2 separate regions of the Zea mays genome follow, and region 1 is linked to region 2. A link is a contact called in public Hi-C data. All regions are on one chromosome and are shown on one strand. Each heading gives the region's core, a stretch centred on a gene start, on an enhancer-like site or on the middle of the called end of the contact. The rest is flanking DNA. Distances are from core to core; before and after follow the strand shown. Region 1 has its middle 72 kb from the start of LOC100272993. Region 2 has its middle 20 kb from the start of LOC103633352.

What was found. A called contact is a pair of places that touch in the nucleus more often than the background predicts.
Region 1: a Hi-C map of ear shows a contact between it and region 2, with 6 times the contacts expected there. The contact joins two enhancer-like sites. A contact is called at or near these places in 4 of 25 Hi-C or Micro-C datasets (bundle sheath, ear, leaf and 1 more).

What each region holds. Positions count from the first base shown.
Region 1 is chr7:169,841,129-169,845,858 of Zm-B73-REFERENCE-NAM-5.0, forward strand. No RefSeq gene overlaps it. Among protein-coding and RNA genes, the nearest start is that of LOC100272993, 72 kb to the left of the region's middle. Within about 2 kb of position 2,528, at least 11 of the 20 cell types and tissues checked have an H3K27ac peak or open chromatin away from gene starts, as enhancers often do. A contact at or near this core is called in ear and tassel, where this site is marked.
Region 2 is chr7:169,691,371-169,696,179 of Zm-B73-REFERENCE-NAM-5.0, forward strand. No RefSeq gene overlaps it. Among protein-coding and RNA genes, the nearest start is that of LOC103633352, 20 kb to the left of the region's middle. Within about 2 kb of position 1,356, at least 18 of the 20 cell types and tissues checked have an H3K27ac peak or open chromatin away from gene starts, as enhancers often do. A contact at or near this core is called in ear and tassel, where this site is marked.

The sequences.
Region 1 (4,730 bases), core at 1,278-3,777, 150 kb after region 2:
TGGTCTTGAATTGATACATGTCATTCTTGGTCAGACAAATAGCACTATGACTATCACAATAAAGCTTAATGACATATTGAGGAACACCAAGTTCAGAAATAAGACCTTGCATCCAAATAGCTTCTTTAACCCCTTCAGTAGCTGAGACATATTCTGCTTCAGTAGTGGAAAGAGCAGTAATAGACTGAAGTGAAGCCCTCCAACTCACTGAAGAACCGCATAATAAAAATACATAGCCAGATATGGAGCATCTCTTATCAAGATCACCGGCAAAGTCAGAATCAACAAATCCCATAACACCAATTTCCTTCAATGAATTCTTGTCAAACAATAATCGAAAATGAGAAGTACCTTTCAAGTAGCGAATAATCTACTTTATTTTCCTGAGGCATGAAGGGCCCAAAAAACTATACATACAAGTGGCATGGGACGTTAGGGGGTCCTAGGAACCTATACACATGAATGTGTCGAGTCTAGAAGGGGCCCCAAAGACTTATGAATATCCTGTGACCTAAGAGGCCCCAAGGACCAATGAGTGCCAAGAATGCAAGGGCCTTGAGAACCTAGGCTCATAAAGTTCCTTGGGACATTGGGGGCCTCGAGGACTTATGGTTATGAGCACCACGGGGCATGGATACCCAAGGACTTAGTTGCATGGGTGCCCTAGGGCATGAGTCACATGGGGTCTTGTACACTAATTAGTTCCATGGCACAAGGTGCATTGAAGACTTATAATATTTCACCCATGAAGGTCCTAGGGTGCTAGAGGCCTTATGCCTCGTTGCACCTAGGTACACCAAAAGACCATTAGACATTTTGGTTGATGTGGGACAGTGGCGGACACAGGATGAGAATTCACGTGGACCAGGACGACCACACGACAAAATCAAGCAAGCCCATAAAAAACTAGTGTTACATAGAATTCAAGTTTCATATAAATAATACTAGAATGTGAAAGTGCCCTATCGGGCGCTAAACCGTTTGCGCACATAGGGAACAAATTAAAACCATGTGTTGTAGCTTATAGGAAATACAATTTAAATGAATATTCTCTAATAAACCGCACAGGTAGAGTCTATGGTTTCGAGGTTCTCCTCCATATTAACATAAAAGCTCCACAGTTCGAACGATTTATGCACTTTCATTTGAACATGCTCATCCCTCAATATCATTGCGACGGACGAGATTTAGCCTGCTGGGTGGTTCGGCGTCGCCACGACGATGAGCAGGGCGGAGGCATCTGGAAGGGGGCATGTTCGAGTGGCATCGCACGTCAGGAAGGTTACAAAGTTGGGCAACGTCGGAACGAGGCAGGTGGCATTGAAATGAATGGCTCAACCCATAAAAGATAGGTCCAATAAATAGTGCCGTATTTTATAACTTTTAATGAAAAAAATATAGAACACACACAATGAAATGACCCAAATATATTACACCATAAATTAGTGTCATATCCTTTTTTCTATATCATTATCAACTTTTTATTTGCTAATCATATAATTTACTTACTAAATACCTAATTTAGGGCTTAACTGTTGGAGATCAATGTATTCTTATTGCCTTAAACACTTTAAATGATATAATATTTGAATTTGTAGAGAATTTTTAGAGTCAAATTGTTAGAGATGCTCTAACATTAAATAAACAATAGGTATAAGAGGTATTAAAAATGGAGGGGACCAATGTCCCCCATTTGTCCTCTATGTGGATCCGCCCATGATGTGGGGCTATCCCATCTGGATACTTTTATTCAATGTTAGTTAGGTTGACTCCTCACTTAGCTAGGGCCAGGGGAGGTCTGTAGAACTCAGGGCCCTAAGAGCAGTGTGGTTCCGTTATGGTGAGAGCCTTAAAGTCAGTCGATTTGGAGTAAAAAGATTATTTGGCTGGGAGAAAGAAGCATCTAATGAGCAAAACATGGCCATCGTTTTGGAGTAGCAATGAGAGAGGCAACGCATGAATGGATCGACTTGCTACTTGAAGTAGCAGTATTTACAGTGCTAAATGGTTCTTTTGCAAACGTCTCGTTTCGTTCCCTCCGGTTTTTTCTTAAATTTGCAAGCTCGAAATGCTTCAGCTCTGTACTGCGTGCAAGCTATGAGCGCGACAATTAACGCAACGTGCAGATCATCGATCATACGAAATACGACATATCCTCTCGTTGCATGCAGCCTGTAGCGGTAGCGCTGAACCTTGCTAAATACGTGTGTCGCAACGGAGGCCGCAAAAAGATACAGGATTAGGCAGCCTGCATACAAACATGCATGTAACTGAAGATAAGAGGTCCTATTATTTTCTCTGAACACTGATTCTGAATCGACAGGAAAAATACGTAGTGGTACAGGACGTCTTTTCTCTTTTGCTTAACATCTCGGCTGGCCCTCGGAGGTCGTGCGGTGGAGTGGTGCCGGTGCAGGATGCTGAAGGGAATGTACTGCTACTATGCATCGTGCTGCGTCAGGGTAGGCCGCGCGCGTCAAGCCATCTGACTGTCAGAGCCAAGGACCGTAAGTACATACCTGCAGTCACGCGGGCCTGCATACGGGCACATGGCGGGCGCAGGCGCTGGGGAGCATTCGTCTATGGATCTGGTGGTGTTGGTGATGGGCAACCGAAACTGTGTTCACGTACGTCCACGAAGCCTACTACCAATAGCATGCATATAATCGTTCTGATGATGCCAACGTGTGCCATTGCAGCGCCACCACTGAACGCCACGTGCCGGGAACCACGCAGATGAATCGCGTGCGTTCCGCTTTAGAAAACTCAGACTGACAAGGATGCAAATGGCGACTGACATCGTTGGGAACAAATTAAAACTTTTGCAGGGATTTTGGATCTTCAACCCTAGTGAAGTAGTGATAGGCGGAACGCCGGCCTATCGCGCTCGTGCACGGCCGCCGTTAAACCTACCTGAAATACAATGGCTTACATGCAAAATTCTGGTCAAATATATATATGGAATGGAATGAAATGGGTACTCTCTCTATTCAAATTATATAAGGCCCTTTATATTTTCTAATATATTATGTTTACTATATAATCAAATTATAAGACGTTTTGGTCTGTTAATACTCCATCTGTTCTAAAATATTAGTCGTTTTAGCTCTTAGTTTTTATATCTATATTCAAATAAGTGAGCATAAATCTAGACACATATATAAAATACATCCATCAAGTCTTTGATGAACCTAACATTGGCCTAAAACGGATTTTATTTTGGTACAGAGGTAGTACATTTTATTTACTCATCTAGATATATAGTGTATGTTTAAAGCCATAAAAACTATGTATATAGAAATCAAACATCTTATAATTTGGAACGAAAGAAGTACCACACTATTTTTTCTAAAGAAAAGGAAATATTCTACTCTATATATATAGTCCGTATATGCCCAATCACGTATGTACCCCTTTTCCATCCTAAAACAGTCGAAAGATTTGAACATAAGGATTTAGATGAAGTAAAAAAAAAGACGTAGTGCATATAAAACAAAAGAGAGAGAATGGGAGAAATAGAGATAAAGATCGATTAAAAAAAGATGTTCTGTAAGAAAGTAAACGTACATTAAAAAAGTACGGAAGACAATTATTTTAACGTAAAATTTGGATCATATAACGTCAAGTGTTTTATGATAAAGCAAGCATATTATTATTACACTTGTGATCAAAATTGTACGTTCTTTGTTTATTTTAAAAAGGGCCACGGGAAGCGTCAGCCCAAATTTTGGTTTAATTTGGTTCCATATTGTGCCGATACGTCAAATGGGCCGAGTTATCCTCATGCACAAAAGTCCAATGGCTCAGTTTTGTCGAGTGACTACGTCTTCTGCCAAAGGCTTCACTAGGCTTCCGTCGGTTTCTTTTGGCCCAGAGAAACCTTTTCGTTTCTCAAGCCCATAAAAACAAAATTTTGCGCCTTTGGTATGAAAAGGAACAACAAAAATTAAATCAAATACTTTTATAATTTAAACTGGAACCAAATCCTATAGGCTCTTAAAAAGAACGAACAGGTTTAATTTTTGTTGTACCAGATAAAGAGAAAAAAAAATCTTTGACGCCGATTTAGATCACACTTTAGGCCTTGTTCGTTTGTGTCGGATTGCAACCGAAATCGTTCCAGCTAATCAAAGTTTATATAAATTAGAGAAGCAATCCGGTTAGGAATCGTTCCGACCCACCAATCCGGCACAAACGAACACGCCCTTAGGTAGATCTAAGATCGCTCGGGCCGTCATAGACAGGAGAACACAGCGAGAATATCACATTTCTGTGGTGAAGAATAAGGAGGGTTAGGAGCAAACACCAAATAATTTGGTTCCTCTCAATCTCCCCTCTACTCTATCTACACTTTAGCTATCTTTTCTACTGCAAACTTCACATCAGAACAATAATGCAATACTAATTTATGGCGGGTTCCCAGGGAAAAAAAACTGGCTTCCCTCCTGAGACCATCCTGTCTTGAAAACGATACAAATCCATTCCTCTCGGCATGGCCTTTCTCACCGTATTTGTTTTCATCACTTGATGTGCCCAGATTTCAACCGTGTACTAATAATTATATTGGCGCCGGCGCAGCCGTCTAGCTTTGTTATATCAAAATGCACAAAGCAAAGAAGCTAGCTAGCTAGTAAACTTGTACAACGCTGTCCGTTGAGTGTTTGTTGACTAAGCTAGTAGTAGTAGTAGTCACTTGCCAAACCTGCTACTTGTTGCATTGGTCCCAGCGC
Region 2 (4,809 bases), core at 106-2,605:
GTAGGGGTGGGCACATTTTTACCATAAACCAAAAACCGAACCGAACCGTACCGAACCGAACCGAAATTTCGGTTTTTTTGGTAGTTCGGTTCGGTTTCGGTTTTTGTATCTAAGAAGTTCGGTTTTCGGTATCGTAATCGGTTTTCACCGTATACCGAACCGAAAAAACCGAATACCAAACTTTATCAATTCTCAAATTTGACTATTCGATTATGTGAACTAATTGTGTGATACAATTAAATTGTTATTCACTTATTTGTATGTGATGTATGATGTATATCTAAATATTTGTACCTATATAATTTTTTCTTTTTAAAATTATGTGTAATCTATCATGTAAACTTGTTGTATGTATTGTCTTGATTATAAGTTTGGTATTCGGTTTTTACCGAAAAACCGAAGTAAAAAACCGAATCCGAACTTCTCGGTTTTTCATTTTCTAGAAAACCGATCGGTTTCTAATGTTTGAAAAACCGAAGTTTTTTAAAACCGAAAAACCGAACCGAAGTTTAGAAAAAAACCGAATGCCCAGCCCTACATGTCAGTGTCAAGACGGACGGGGGCGGCCTGAACCACTGGCCTCGCGTTATCTCATTTAACCAACGCAAACAGAAAGCTCGCGCGGCCCAGCTGCGTTCTTATCGGTTATTGCAGTAGGTCACGGGCGGCCCAGACCGCGTGCGCTGCTCTCGCAGGGTCTTCAGTCATAGATAACCCTTTTCAATCTGAGCTCCCAGGCAGGCATGTCAAAATGGCCGGCGTGCCGTTTCATTTTGGCCCAAGCAGAGTAATACGTGGCCCGGCTAAGGCCCAGTGACGTTCGGCCTACTATTTGAGAGGACACGATGCGCCCTCGTGTTTATTTTTTTAGATTATTCCAACGATACAACTTTACTTGATGCGATTATTACAGGTGTGCCTCAATTGTTCGGACAGCACGTTCCAATTGGTCGGTCGAGTAGCACACATAGATTCGTCTAACATCTCGTTGTCATTGTCACGATAGTGTATTTCAACTGTTTTCGATAGGAGATGGGAGCACGCGACCAGCTAGCCCGACTCTCGTCAGGCATGGTGCGTGAGCTTAACGTCGTCAGCAAATGTCACAGGTAAATTTGTTGTCGTGTACTAGTGTATTTTGTGTCGGAATTTTCTGTGCAGCATAGCATAGCAGGTTATTGGCTAGGCGGACGAGCCAAATACCTTGGATCCGCCGTTGCACAGAGGCCACACACACCATTTGCCATCAGTAACAAATTGCGTGCAAGAACTTAACACTGCGCACGTACACAGCGGTTCAACCTATCTAGGTCCTAGGCGTGTCACACCTGTAGATGAGTAGATCACGGCTGTTTCAGGCATTTGTTTTTTTGGGATTGGAAAAGATTCGCTGCTCTTGTGCGTGCCTCATGCACGGCGTGCATGGCTGGAGAATCGCTCTCGTGGCGGCCGCAGCGAGGCTCCTCACTAATCAATGTTATCCTCAGGTTTTGTACGTAGTTTTGTTTTTGCTTATCTTTTTGCCTGGCTTTGCTATGCCACTGTTACGGCCACGGGTTTTGCATGTCGTTTGATCCGTTTGCTCTCGATCGGTTGGTACGAATTAGCAACAACTTGATGTGGTCCTGCAGAATGCTGAGTTGCACTTGTTGAGAAACCCTAATGAAGGGTTATGTGGGCAAATACCGAATATGCCCCTGAGGGCGATCACGTCTCTATATATAGAACATGTACCCCTCATATGGAACAGAGATCAGAAAGAGGCCAGAGGCCCAACCCTATATCCAGTGTCTTGTGTGTTTCCTCTGTCGTGCTTATGGGAAGGGAGACGGGTTCTCTACAGCTTCTTGCGCCTCTACTGCTGACGGGAGGGAAGGAAGCGGATCTGGTGATCCGTGGTAACGTAGTTCTCAATACGTTATCAGCACGCTCTACCTCGACGTTGCTGCGAGATCAGATCTGCATCAACTCTCCGTCACACCGGCAGGTCCCCGGCCTTGCCGAACTGTCCTACGCGACAGGCTTCGTTCCCGTTTGTCGAACCAGAAATCACGGTATGAAATTTTGAGCGGATCTGCAATTTATTGTTCATCGCGTATATTATCTGCGAGCCCGTATGAAATTTTGAGTGGATCACGCAATTGAACGGTATAATTTTTTTTAGATCTAATGTTGGTAGAATCTCGTAATCGCTCCACCATGTCCGGTGAGGCTCCACTCAATCTCGCCCGTGCACCCGAGTTCGTGCCCGCCTAGTCACGAGAATCCTGCGCATCCTATGGTTCTAGAGTGCGAGGTGAATGGGGGCGGCTCATGTGGTCAAAGTCGTGATCCATTCATGTCGTGGGCGTGTACGTGCGTACAAGCCTGAGAAAGCTGAGGTAGTTAGGATTTTTGTTATGAAAAAAAAACTTGCATGCCCACATGCACGTGACATGCGCTATCTGGGCTGGCCGCCTCCCACTCCATACCAGTTCTTTGACCAAGTCGTAACCGCTTATTGCTCTGGCGTTGGAAAACTACGGCTCCTGGATTTTTCTATGTGTGATTTTTCTATCATATTTTACATGCGGATAATTACATGCGTGATTTTTCTATCATATTTTATGGATGCAAAGGGATCCAAAACAAAGTCCTAGGCATGAGTGCTTTAAGCTCTCTTATCGGGTCATTGATAAATGCAATCGGGGCTGAACCAATAATCGCAAAATGAAAGTCACGAGCTTGAAGTTCGGACATTTATGGGCACTATTGAAATAATGTGTGGTGAATGCGATGGTTCAAGTGGTCTTGTGAGAGACCCATCCCACATATGTGTTGAATAACCACTGTTCCGCTATTTATTTTATCTGGCAAATGGCATGAATTAAAATATGCAGTTAATAGGATTCTGAAGATCCGCATGAGATCCTACAAGGACTCATATATTTGAATTATAAATATGCAACATATAAATCTCATACCGAATAATACATTCCTGACGAATTAACACTCTTCTATGTAGAGAGAATATCTTCTATTTGAGATTATAGTTCCTAGATGGAACCTTTCCAGAAGACATAAAGTCTGTGTTAAACACCAAAGTTTGATAATCCCTATAAAGGGATAAAGACCCATACAGACCCGAAAAGGAATAAGATGAGGTACCAAAGGACTTGAAGTTCACCGAATAAGCACATGTGCATTCCACGAGTTTTACTCATGGTATTTTCCACTTGATGTGGAATTACGGTATCCTCTAAAGCCACGATGGCAGAAATCTATAAGGTTTAGGTGTTACTGGCAAAATATCCCCATTGTGCCAGAATGACAGACTACAACGATGTATCTGATCGATGAAAAATCCCTAATGGATTATGATCTTTGATGGACTTTTGTTACACCATCGTAGATGTTGCGATGGATGAACGCCTGGAGCGATGTGTCATATTTAGAATATGTACTATTGCAACTATATTATCCCCTAAGTCCTATTGAAGGACATGTTATTTGCTTTGCACAACTATGTATAAATTGTGGTGTAAGATAGAAAATGATAGCACCCCAACCTCATCCATTCTCGTTATTCCAGATGAACAATGAGACATATATCTTGAAGAATATGCTTGAGTTATGAGGGATAAAGACTTTGACAGATGTCACCGTCAGGGGGAGCGAATGCTTATATTGATCACAATCGTGAGACAATAAATGTCTTATTCTATGTCCTGAAGGCGTGAGCTTGATGATCAATATGTGAGCCTTTATGGAACTTTTTATCAAATATATAGATCCAGTCGATCGAACACCATCAATCAAGGTGGCTTATTTATATTGATACGTGCACTTACCTCGTATATCCTAGAAGTGAGTAGAGGTAAAGTTCCTGAAATAGTCCTTGCAAGGATATGCAATCCGTTTGCTAAATCTTTATATGCATATACTTCCAGAAGAATATGTTTTGCCTTATTGATACGGTTTTGCAAGGATTAGGGGGAGCACATTTCTAAAGTTAGCCTTTATAGAAGATTCAATTGAATCTAGATATACAAGATCGAAATATGTCCTGATGACAGTTGTTGTACTCTTTTTCCTTGGTGAGTTTTCCTGAAGTTTCTCACATGAGGTTTTTAACGAGCCAACAAAGTGCAAATGCAATTTGTGTCACCATGCACTCTTTCTCCACATTTTTCCCACTGGGTTTTTTCGGAGTTTTAACGAGGCATGTGTTGGTCGCGGTATTCGCCCAAGGGGGAGTGTTGAGAAACCCTAATGAAGGGTTATGTGGGCAAATACCGAATATGCCCCTGAGGGCGATCACGTCTCTATATATAGAACATGTACCCCTCATATGGAACAGAGATCAGAAAGAGGCCAGAGGCCCAACCCTATATCCAGTGTCTTGTGTGTTTCCTCTGTCGTGCTTATGGGAAGGGAGACGGGTTCTCTACAGCTTCTTGCGCCTCTACTGCTGACGGGAGGGAAGGAAGCGGATCTGGTGATCCGTGGTAACGTAGTTCTCAATAGCACTAACCTTTCCCCCACTACCGGAATCTGGCTCTTTACCGAATGCTCGACACTTTGCTAAGTCCTTTTTATCGGACACTCGGCAAAGTCCTGCTCTCGGTAACTATCGTGTTTACCGAGAGTACAACTCTCGGCACAAAAATACACTCTGCAAAGGAGTGCCAAATACTCGACGAAGGACGGCTCTCGATAAAGGGCTGTTACCAGCCGTCTATAGCTGATGGTCGTTAACTTTGCCGAGCGCCGAAAGTTGGCACTCAGCAAAAAAATCTTCTTTGCGGAGTGTCATTTCTGGACACTCAG